Linked DNA regions of Zea mays: region 2 is linked to region 1. A link is a contact called in public Hi-C data. All regions are on one chromosome and are shown on one strand. Each heading gives the region's core, a stretch centred on a gene start, on an enhancer-like site or on the middle of the called end of the contact. The rest is flanking DNA. Distances are from core to core; before and after follow the strand shown. Region 1 has its middle 6.5 kb from the start of LOC100381797. Region 2 has its middle 6.6 kb from the start of LOC103633033.

Region 1 (4,282 bases), core at 1,086-3,585:
GTGAGCCGAGGGTGCGTCTGCTGACTGAGGGGACCCTCGGGCGAGGCGTGAACCCGTCCAGGACTAGTGTTCCTGTCCGAGGCTGGGCTCGGATGAGGTCGCGTCCCTTGGTAGACGTGGCCTTGACTTGAACCGCGCTTTATCAGCTGTGTATGATTTGTTCTGAAGTTGTTTTTCAGTCGTGCTTAGGAGCATCAGGGGTACCCCTAATTACGGTACCCGACACATGCTGACCTCGGTTGGAGCCCCGGTCACACGTCGCTATATAAGGAATTAAGGGATCGCAGGAAAGACTGATGCTAGTACCTCGACCTGAAACCCTAATCCCCACAAAGGTTCCATCGCCTAAGCGTTACAGTGTCTGGAAGAGCGACAACCCACAGCAGCTGGGATCCCGATGCCTGTTGTTCCTCTGCAGGACAACGGAGGTGACGTCAGCGACAGCGACAACTCTCCACCACCACCTCGCATGACACATCAACAACAACAACGAAGATATGTCCCCTATTCCTTTCAGTAGAACAGATCTACTCGTCATCGAGGATTTATCCAGTTTACAGATTGATATTTCAGAGACTTAGGAATCAATCTAGACACCATAGAATCTAACAAAAAAAATAGTCGACATTCTCACGTAGCAACAGCAATCCTCCGTTCTATATCCGTGTTTATCATGTTTATTGCCGATCAACGTCTCAACTGCATATCTATACAAGCTAGGATGAAACCCCCACGGCACCGGTGTCTTGGGTGTTTAAATTCTTGTAATCCAATTCACATCTAGTTTATTGGCTTTAGAAATCTTCATGCCAGAATAAGCATAAATTATTCTTCTATCGAGCTTTGAAAGTGGTGACGATGGAAGTCTTTGCGATTGATAGATGACACTCAAATGCAAGAATTGAAGATGGCTAGTGTTATCCATAGTCATGACATTTTATTTCTTTAAAATAGTTTAATTATTCAAGCAACTGTTCTCTGGTGCAATACTAATTGTCATGTATTGGTTATACGCATCTTTATACTAAAGCCGGAACTTTTGTTTCCATAATAAAAAAACATAAATTCTCCTTCTGATTATTAGTTCTCAATGTCTGGCCAAGTACTCGTAACTTGCTTCTTCGCTGGAGTATGCTTCAACAAGATTATAGTTATGCGCTTTGTTCAGCAAGATTAAAGTATGCTTCAACAAGATTATAGTTATACATCTTTTGGTAGGCTACACTTTGCTTTGGAGTGTCTGGATACCTTGAACCTCGTCATATATACTGACAAGTGGCGATCTCACGCACGTTTTGGGAAGTCGCAAAGATCAATTAAGATTGTTGTTCTTCATGGACATTATGATCACTATGTGCTGGTCCATCTAGGCAGTTAGGAATGGTGTTAGTTTCAGAAATATATCTGCATCAGTACGTCGCTGCAAGTTAATCTTCACAGCGGAGTTTCCTCTAGTTATTCTAAGGGCAAAGGAAAAAATATGAACCCGACCTAAATTGATTCTTGACTTGAAGCTACTGTGCAATGTTTCGCATTTTTTAACTTTTTTTTGTTTCTTTAGCTTTGTACCTGGTTTTATTTCCTTTTATCGACAAAGCACATTAAGCTGATTTTTCATAAGCAGTTGCTTCTGTTTAGTACAGTTTTCGCAACATCTTAACTGTCTGCTTTGGCTTTCAGCAGGGGCAATTCCAGTAGGGGCAGAGGGGGGCAATGTCCCTCCGAATCCTCCCCAAATTCTATAGAAACTACTAATTTTGTTAGCTAATTAACACATAAATAATGTAAAATACATCCTAACAGTTCCCATAATCTGATTTGTCCCCCTCAATTTTAAATCCTGGTTTCACCCCTGGCTTTCAGCTCTGTGCTTTGACAAACGGGTGAAAATAGAGAGATGTTTATGGTTGTTTGAAGGGAGATAAACTAAATGGAGGTGTTTTATAGTTGTTTCAATGTAATATCCAAAATCCAGTGAATAAAGCGAGGAGTAAATTATGTTTTTTTCTATTTTTCTTTAGCATATATGACACATTATGTTTAAGTGCTTAAATTATTGAATAATATGCATCTCATGCTCGAACTTCTTCTGTTGTGCATTTACAATTTAGTTGAAATTTGAACTTAGTTGAAGTTTAAAAAAAGAAAGAAATTTAAAAGAAAATCGAAATAGGAAAATGGAAAATAAAAAGGGAAAAGAAATGAGGGGCAGTCCTCAGCGACTCAGCGTGGGCCGGTTTCCCCCTCCTCGGCCCATTCCACCACACTGACTCAATCCACCTCATGGCGCCGACACCTGGGCCCGCGCACCAGCCTTTCCCCGCCGCATTTGGTCACCTACAGGTGGGCCCACTCCCTCAGCCGTTCAACCTCACCGCGCCCGTCCCTATCGCTGCCCGGTGGACCCCACCCTCTAGAAATCTCCCCAAACGAACTTCTCCCAGAATCATGCGCTGGCTCGACAGTGTAAACCGTGGCTCGTTCGCCGACCCCATCTCGCTCCTAGCCTAGTAGTTTAAAGTCGCAGCACCACGACCCCCTTGTCCATCTCTCCTATACCAAACTGAGGGTTGCCATAGACAGAGGAAGGTCGTCACCGTGTTGCCACCGACGTGAGATCGCAGAGGAAGACACGGTGATCGCCACCGATTCAATCGGTGTCGCGGCGCTAATGGAGCCGTCGTTGGAAGGCATCAGTGGGTGCTCTAGGAGTTGCCGAGGCTATCAGTGCCTAGTCATCCGCAAAGGAGAAGCAGGGCCCCGGGAATCGCTCGACGAAACAGCAGCACCGCCGCGATGCTGCTACTCTCTGCAGGCAAGGATCTCCACACCAAAGATCTAGGTGAGAACCCTTCCTTCTCTTTCGCTGTCTTCCCCGTAGCATGTAGCACCTTTCGCATCGAAGTTTGAGCCTGAGAGCGGGGAATTCGGGGTTGCCGACCATGGTGCCGTCGTCCATGCTCGGGCGCCGCCGTGCGTGGCCGGTGTGATGGGGGAAACGCTTTAGCCGTTGATCTGAGGAGATGCGGCTGGGATTAGAATTGCATACTCGTTCGTCTGGGTTCGATCTAGACCGTCGATTGGGTGATGTGGGAGTGATATTAGATTTCTTTTATTTTAAATCGCGTTCGTCGATCTCTCATCGGATGGCAGGCGTATAGTACCAGTTCACTAAATATTTGATCTAATCTGGACCCTCCATGTTGAATCCAGCGGCTATTATTATACATTTTCGGCCATACCGTTTTACTAAAGAGCCTCTACACTTTTAGGAATTGAACTCACCGTCCATCTAAGTTTAAAGAACATAGCAGATAGGTCCTAGTTTTTACAGTTTGGACCCGACTTCTCTACAAATAAAACATGGCGTCCTCTCTCCTAGTAAAATAAATAAAATGAATGAAGAAATACATGAAACCCTTATATAATGATTTTTCAGTGTGAAATTAATATTAAAATGCCTAGAAACTCAGATAATTCATAGCTAATTCGTTTTAACTCCGATTTTAATGGTTCTCGAACCTAGAGTTCCATCTCGATTTACAGAATATTATTATGAAGTTGTTCCCATGTTTGGTGTGATGTTAATTTTTGTCTCTACATTTTTTGTTTGATTTGTTGCGAGTAGACGACCAAGTGGCCGGGAGACCCGAAGCACATGAGGTTGAAGATCCTGAGCAAGAGCTCGCAGAAGGCAAGTTGTGCCCTTGATCACTTTTTTACCCAATAATATTTTCTATAATCACTATGACATGCTCAAGTTAATTTGATGGAACCTAATAGGTTACCCTAGTTTGGTCTACCCTATACCTTGCTTATAAATGAACTTTTGGGTAGTATTTGTTATTGCTTTATGTGGTTTTGAGTGTTATGAATCATGATCATGCTTATTATTGTCAAATGGATTATTTACTGTTCATGATAAGATTATTTGGTTAATTAGATCATGGAGCGACCACCGAGAAAATTGTGCTACCGCAAGGGTGGAATGGGACACCCTTGTCTAAGTAATTAGGAAAGCTAGTAGGGGTTAATCCTTTCCCGAAAGGGGCAAGCGAGGTCTGGGGAGCTGTCGGTATAGGGAGGTTCTCGGGTCGATCTATCTGTGATAGCTTTTCGGGCGAGGGATTCCTGTATCACCCCGTCCTACCTGAATCCATAGTGGTTTCTCTCTTGCTAGTGGAACTTTGGAAAAGGCCTCGTAGTGCTATCATGCCTTGCCTCCTCGGTAGAGGTGTATTGGAACCATGACCCCGTGGCAGATGAGTATCCCGGCTTGTGG
Region 2 (4,393 bases), core at 614-3,113, 310 kb before region 1:
TAACCTAAAACAGCGTAAATGAGTACAAAATTTAGCGTAAGTCTTATATCTGTTTTGTAACAACAAACGGGGCCTAAAATTACGGCGTAAAAATCGCATGCAGCCGATCGTGCGCGGGTTCTGGCTCGGGCGGATTCCAGCGTAAAACGTGAGCTAAAACAGCGTAAATGAGTACGAAATTTAGCGTAATTCTTATATCTGTTTTGTAACAGCAAACGGAGCCTAAAATTACGGCGTAAAAATCGTGTGCACCCGATCGTGCGCGGGTTCTGGATCGGGTGGATTTTAGCGTAAAACGTGAACCAAAACAGCGTAAATGAGTACAAATTTTATCGTAAATCATCGATCTGTTTCGTAACGACAAATGGGTCTCGAATTACGGCATGAAAATCGCCACAGGCGCTGTCTCGGGCGGATTTCGACATAAAACGTGAACCAAAACAGCGTAAATGAGTATGAATTTTAGAGTAAATCATCGATTGATTTCGTAACGGCAAATGGGGACAAATTACGGCGTAAAAATCGTGCGCGGGTTCTGGCTCGAGCAGATTTAAGTGTAAATCGTGAACCAAAACAGCGTAAATGACGGGTTCTGGCTCGAGCGGATTTAAGTGTAAATCGTGAACCAAAACAGCGTAAATGAGTATAAATTTTAGCGTAAATGAATAGAAATATCAGAAACAGACAAATAGATGGAAGCGGATCCATGAACTGAAATATAGGTCATAAAATCCTATTGACATTGGCATAAATATGTATACAAAATAGCATAAAAATAGGATCGCCGTCCTGCGGAACCAGCGCCTCGCATCTGGGATGCGCCACCACTTCGTGCCTAGGGGAGGATGTCGTCGTCGCTAGCGCCTAGGGAAATCCGCCGTCGCGACCGCTGGCACATCGCCGTCGTGCGCACCTCATGGGGCCACCGCCGCGTGCGTGCCCTCGGGATCCGATGCCGCAGCGTGTCCCTAGATTCGCCGTCGCGCCACAGGAATCCGCCATCGCGAGCGTGTCCCCCGATCCGTCGTCGCGCCTCAGGGATCCGTCGTCGCGAGCGTGTCCCCAGATCCGTCGTCGCGCCACAGATGCTGGAGCGGCGGTGGCGGTGGCCATCGCAGAGACGGACGGGACAACCGCCGTTGTCACCGGGCCTAGGGTGCGCTGCCGTCATCCGTCCGCTTCAAGAGCGCCGTCACCGCTTGCTCGCCTGCCTCGGAGCGTCGTTGTCGCTCGTTCCTGGTGGAGCGCCGCCGTCGGTCGCCTGCCTCGAGGTGACACCGCTGCTGGCCCCCAGGATCACCGCCGCTCGCACGCCCTAGAGAACCGCCGCCGCCGCTAAAACCTAATTCCTGGCGGCGTGGGGGTGTTTTTATAGTGGTGGCGTGGGCCGGATCGTGGGCCCGATGCACGTAATATGCGCAGACTATATTTGCATAAACTGATACACACATCAGCATAACTCGTATTATATTTTGGCGTAAGCAGTTAGGTACAATAAACCAAAAAGGGTCCGGTGCGGTCGCGCACCTGGTCGGGGCTTCCTATAGTTAAATAGAGCCTAGGGCTATATATATATATATATATATATATATATATATATATATATATATATATATATATATATATATATATATATATATATATATATATATATATATATATATATATATATATATATATATATATATATATATATATATATATATATATATATATATATATAGAGCCACTCTGTCTTATATGGAACCAGTCTAAATAATAATAAATTAGGAGCGAAGCGGCTCTATCCCACCATTCTCCGTTATCAAACACTACACTAATGATTTTGGTACGAGCATCCAAGAAAGTTCCTTAACAGTTGATGGTGATGGATGGTTGTTGATGCAGTGCCGCAACGTGCGCTATGTACGCTGCCGTGTGCTAGTAGCGTAGTAGTAGTAAACACGAGTATAAGATTACTGATGAGCTTCGAGGAAAAAGATGAGGTGGAATTCCAGGCCCCTGTCGCACTAGTGTTGAAAGTTTGTAGTCTGTTTTCGCGTTGCGGGGACAAGTCAAGCGCTCGGCTCTTTGAAGGACTAGCAGTACAAGTTTGACTACGTTAACTTTCCGACGAGCGTGACGCCTTCGTATCAGGTTTGTACGGATATTGTCAATTGGTATCGATTTATACGTGTTAAAATGGACTCTCCGTCCTAAAATATAATTTTTTAGACTAAACATACATTTATTAATTAACTTATGAATATAATTTGTATGTATATCTACATTCAATATTATTTATTGAAATATGTAAAAAAAGAGGGCTGAAAAGAAATATATTTTGTGATGGATGGAGAATTAAAGTAAAATTAAAACTAAATTTCTCCTAAACACACATAGACTAAGATGAATTCGATAATACCCAAATAAGACCCTAAATGGCAAATAAGGGCTCCATTTGCCACTTTAGTTTGCTAATAAACCATTAGTGACCACTACATTGATATGCATTTTGGGGCTGTTTATTAGTTGAGACTGAGATCTTGCATGAACTCTATGTAAAATATCAGTCAACAATGTTAAGAAATATTGTATACGATAATGAGGAGTTGTAATCAGATAAATATTTTGTTCCTAAGGTAGACTAGAATCTAGTTTAAATCTATATTGTATTTGTCTAGACCTTTCAGAATCGGCTTTTATATATGTATACCATTGTAAGGGTTGTTTCTCATCCAACATGCCAACATGTAACGTACGCAGACCCCTAGTCTAGGTTGTTGGTGATTTTCTTCTAAACACCTCTATACTTTTACATGGTAATCATAGCCATGGCGAGTTCATCGTCATCTACCTTCGTGAATCTTCTCATCGGCCTACCTATCTCCAAGAAGCTGCCGAAATCTAATCATGCACTATGACATGCACATGTTAGGGCTGCTATCCATGGCACAAAGCTACTCGGCTTTCTAACATGTGACACCAAGGTGGTGCTAGCCAAAATCTCCTAGAAACGATGGAAAAGAGACTGAGGTAGACAATATGAAGTATGAAGGTTGAAAAGCAGAGATCAAGAAGTACGCATCTCCTCTCGTCGCTATCAAAAGACTTGCTGATTCAAGTTTTTTAGTCAAAACCACGGTTGAAACCTAGATAGAGATCCAAGGCTCCCTTGCATCGCAAACAAGAGCAAGAATTGTCAATGTACGATCTGCACTAGAAAATACCGAAAAGAAAATCTATCTATTTATGAATACTTCAGAAAGACGAAATCCCTAGGTGATGAGATGGCAACAGTTGGTCTACCTCAAGAAGATGAAGAATTAGTGAAGTAGATTCTCACAGGTCTCGATGACGACTGCCTCTCACTAGTCTCAGTCGTCTTCGCTAGAAGGAGCCGATCACAGTTAGCGAACTGTTCAGTCAGCTTCTAAATTTCAATACACAAGTCGGTATCATCTCTGATAGCAGCTTTATCAACGCCATGAGTCGGAGACATGGTGCTACTCAAGGACGAGGTGGGATTCACGGACGCCTATGTGGACATGGCGATTTTCGGTGCGGTAAGGGTGCGGCCTTTGCAGCTCTAACCAAAACCATGGTAGATCAGAGGAGCAACTCATATGTCAAGTTTGCTTCAAGAAAAAAACATAGAGCTATTGAGCATTTGTACAAGTTTGATGAAAATTTTGTTCTAGATAAAATACTTACTACCTCTACCACATGTTCTTATTAGATTGATCCAAGCTGGTACATGGATTTTGGTGCCACCAGTCACATCACTAGAGAGTTAGAAAAGCTCAAAACCGAAAACAAGTATTAAGGATGAGATCAAATCCACGTCGCTAGTGGATCAAATATGAATATTAGTTATGCTGGTCATACTTTATTAACTACTTGTATTTGTAGTTTCATAGTAAAAGATACTCTATACATTTCCAAATCCAAGAAAATCTTATCTCTATTCATCGACTTATATCTAATAATTCAGTCTTTATCGAACTACATCCTACTTTATTTCTTATTAAGATAAGATAAAAAACTAAGACAATTCTGCTTAGAGGGAAATACATAGGAGGGTTATATACGCTTCCAATCCTAACAATAAAGGAAGTTTGGAGTGCTAGGAGGTCACCAGTAAACATGTGACATAGTTGTCTTGGCCACCCATAGTTTAGCATTGATGACTAACTTGTTAGTAATAACAATTTGCTATGTTCTCAAGAGTTTGTTAGTGAGTCAGTTCGCAATGGTTGGTAGCAATTTAGGAGTCATTACTTACCATGTCTCAATTTTTATTGCAGCTTGTGTATATTGATGTCTAGGGTCTACAACCAGAATCAGTAGATAAAAAAATATTATATGAGTTTTATCGATGATTATAGTAAATTTACTTAGGTGCATCTCGTAA

The links. A called contact is a pair of places that touch in the nucleus more often than the background predicts.
Region 2: a Hi-C map of ear shows a contact between it and region 1, with 2.5 times the contacts expected there. The contact joins two enhancer-like sites. A contact is called at or near these places in 2 of 25 Hi-C or Micro-C datasets (ear and tassel).

Annotation. Positions count from the first base shown.
Region 1 is chr7:145,935,289-145,939,570 of Zm-B73-REFERENCE-NAM-5.0, reverse strand. No RefSeq gene overlaps it. Among protein-coding and RNA genes, the nearest start is that of LOC100381797, 6.5 kb to the right of the region's middle. Within about 2 kb of position 2,335, at least 19 of the 20 cell types and tissues checked have an H3K27ac peak or open chromatin away from gene starts, as enhancers often do. A contact at or near this core is called in ear, where this site is marked.
Region 2 is chr7:146,243,956-146,248,348 of Zm-B73-REFERENCE-NAM-5.0, reverse strand. No RefSeq gene overlaps it. Among protein-coding and RNA genes, the nearest start is that of LOC103633033, 6.6 kb to the left of the region's middle. Within about 2 kb of position 1,863, at least 9 of the 20 cell types and tissues checked have an H3K27ac peak or open chromatin away from gene starts, as enhancers often do. A contact at or near this core is called in ear, where this site is marked.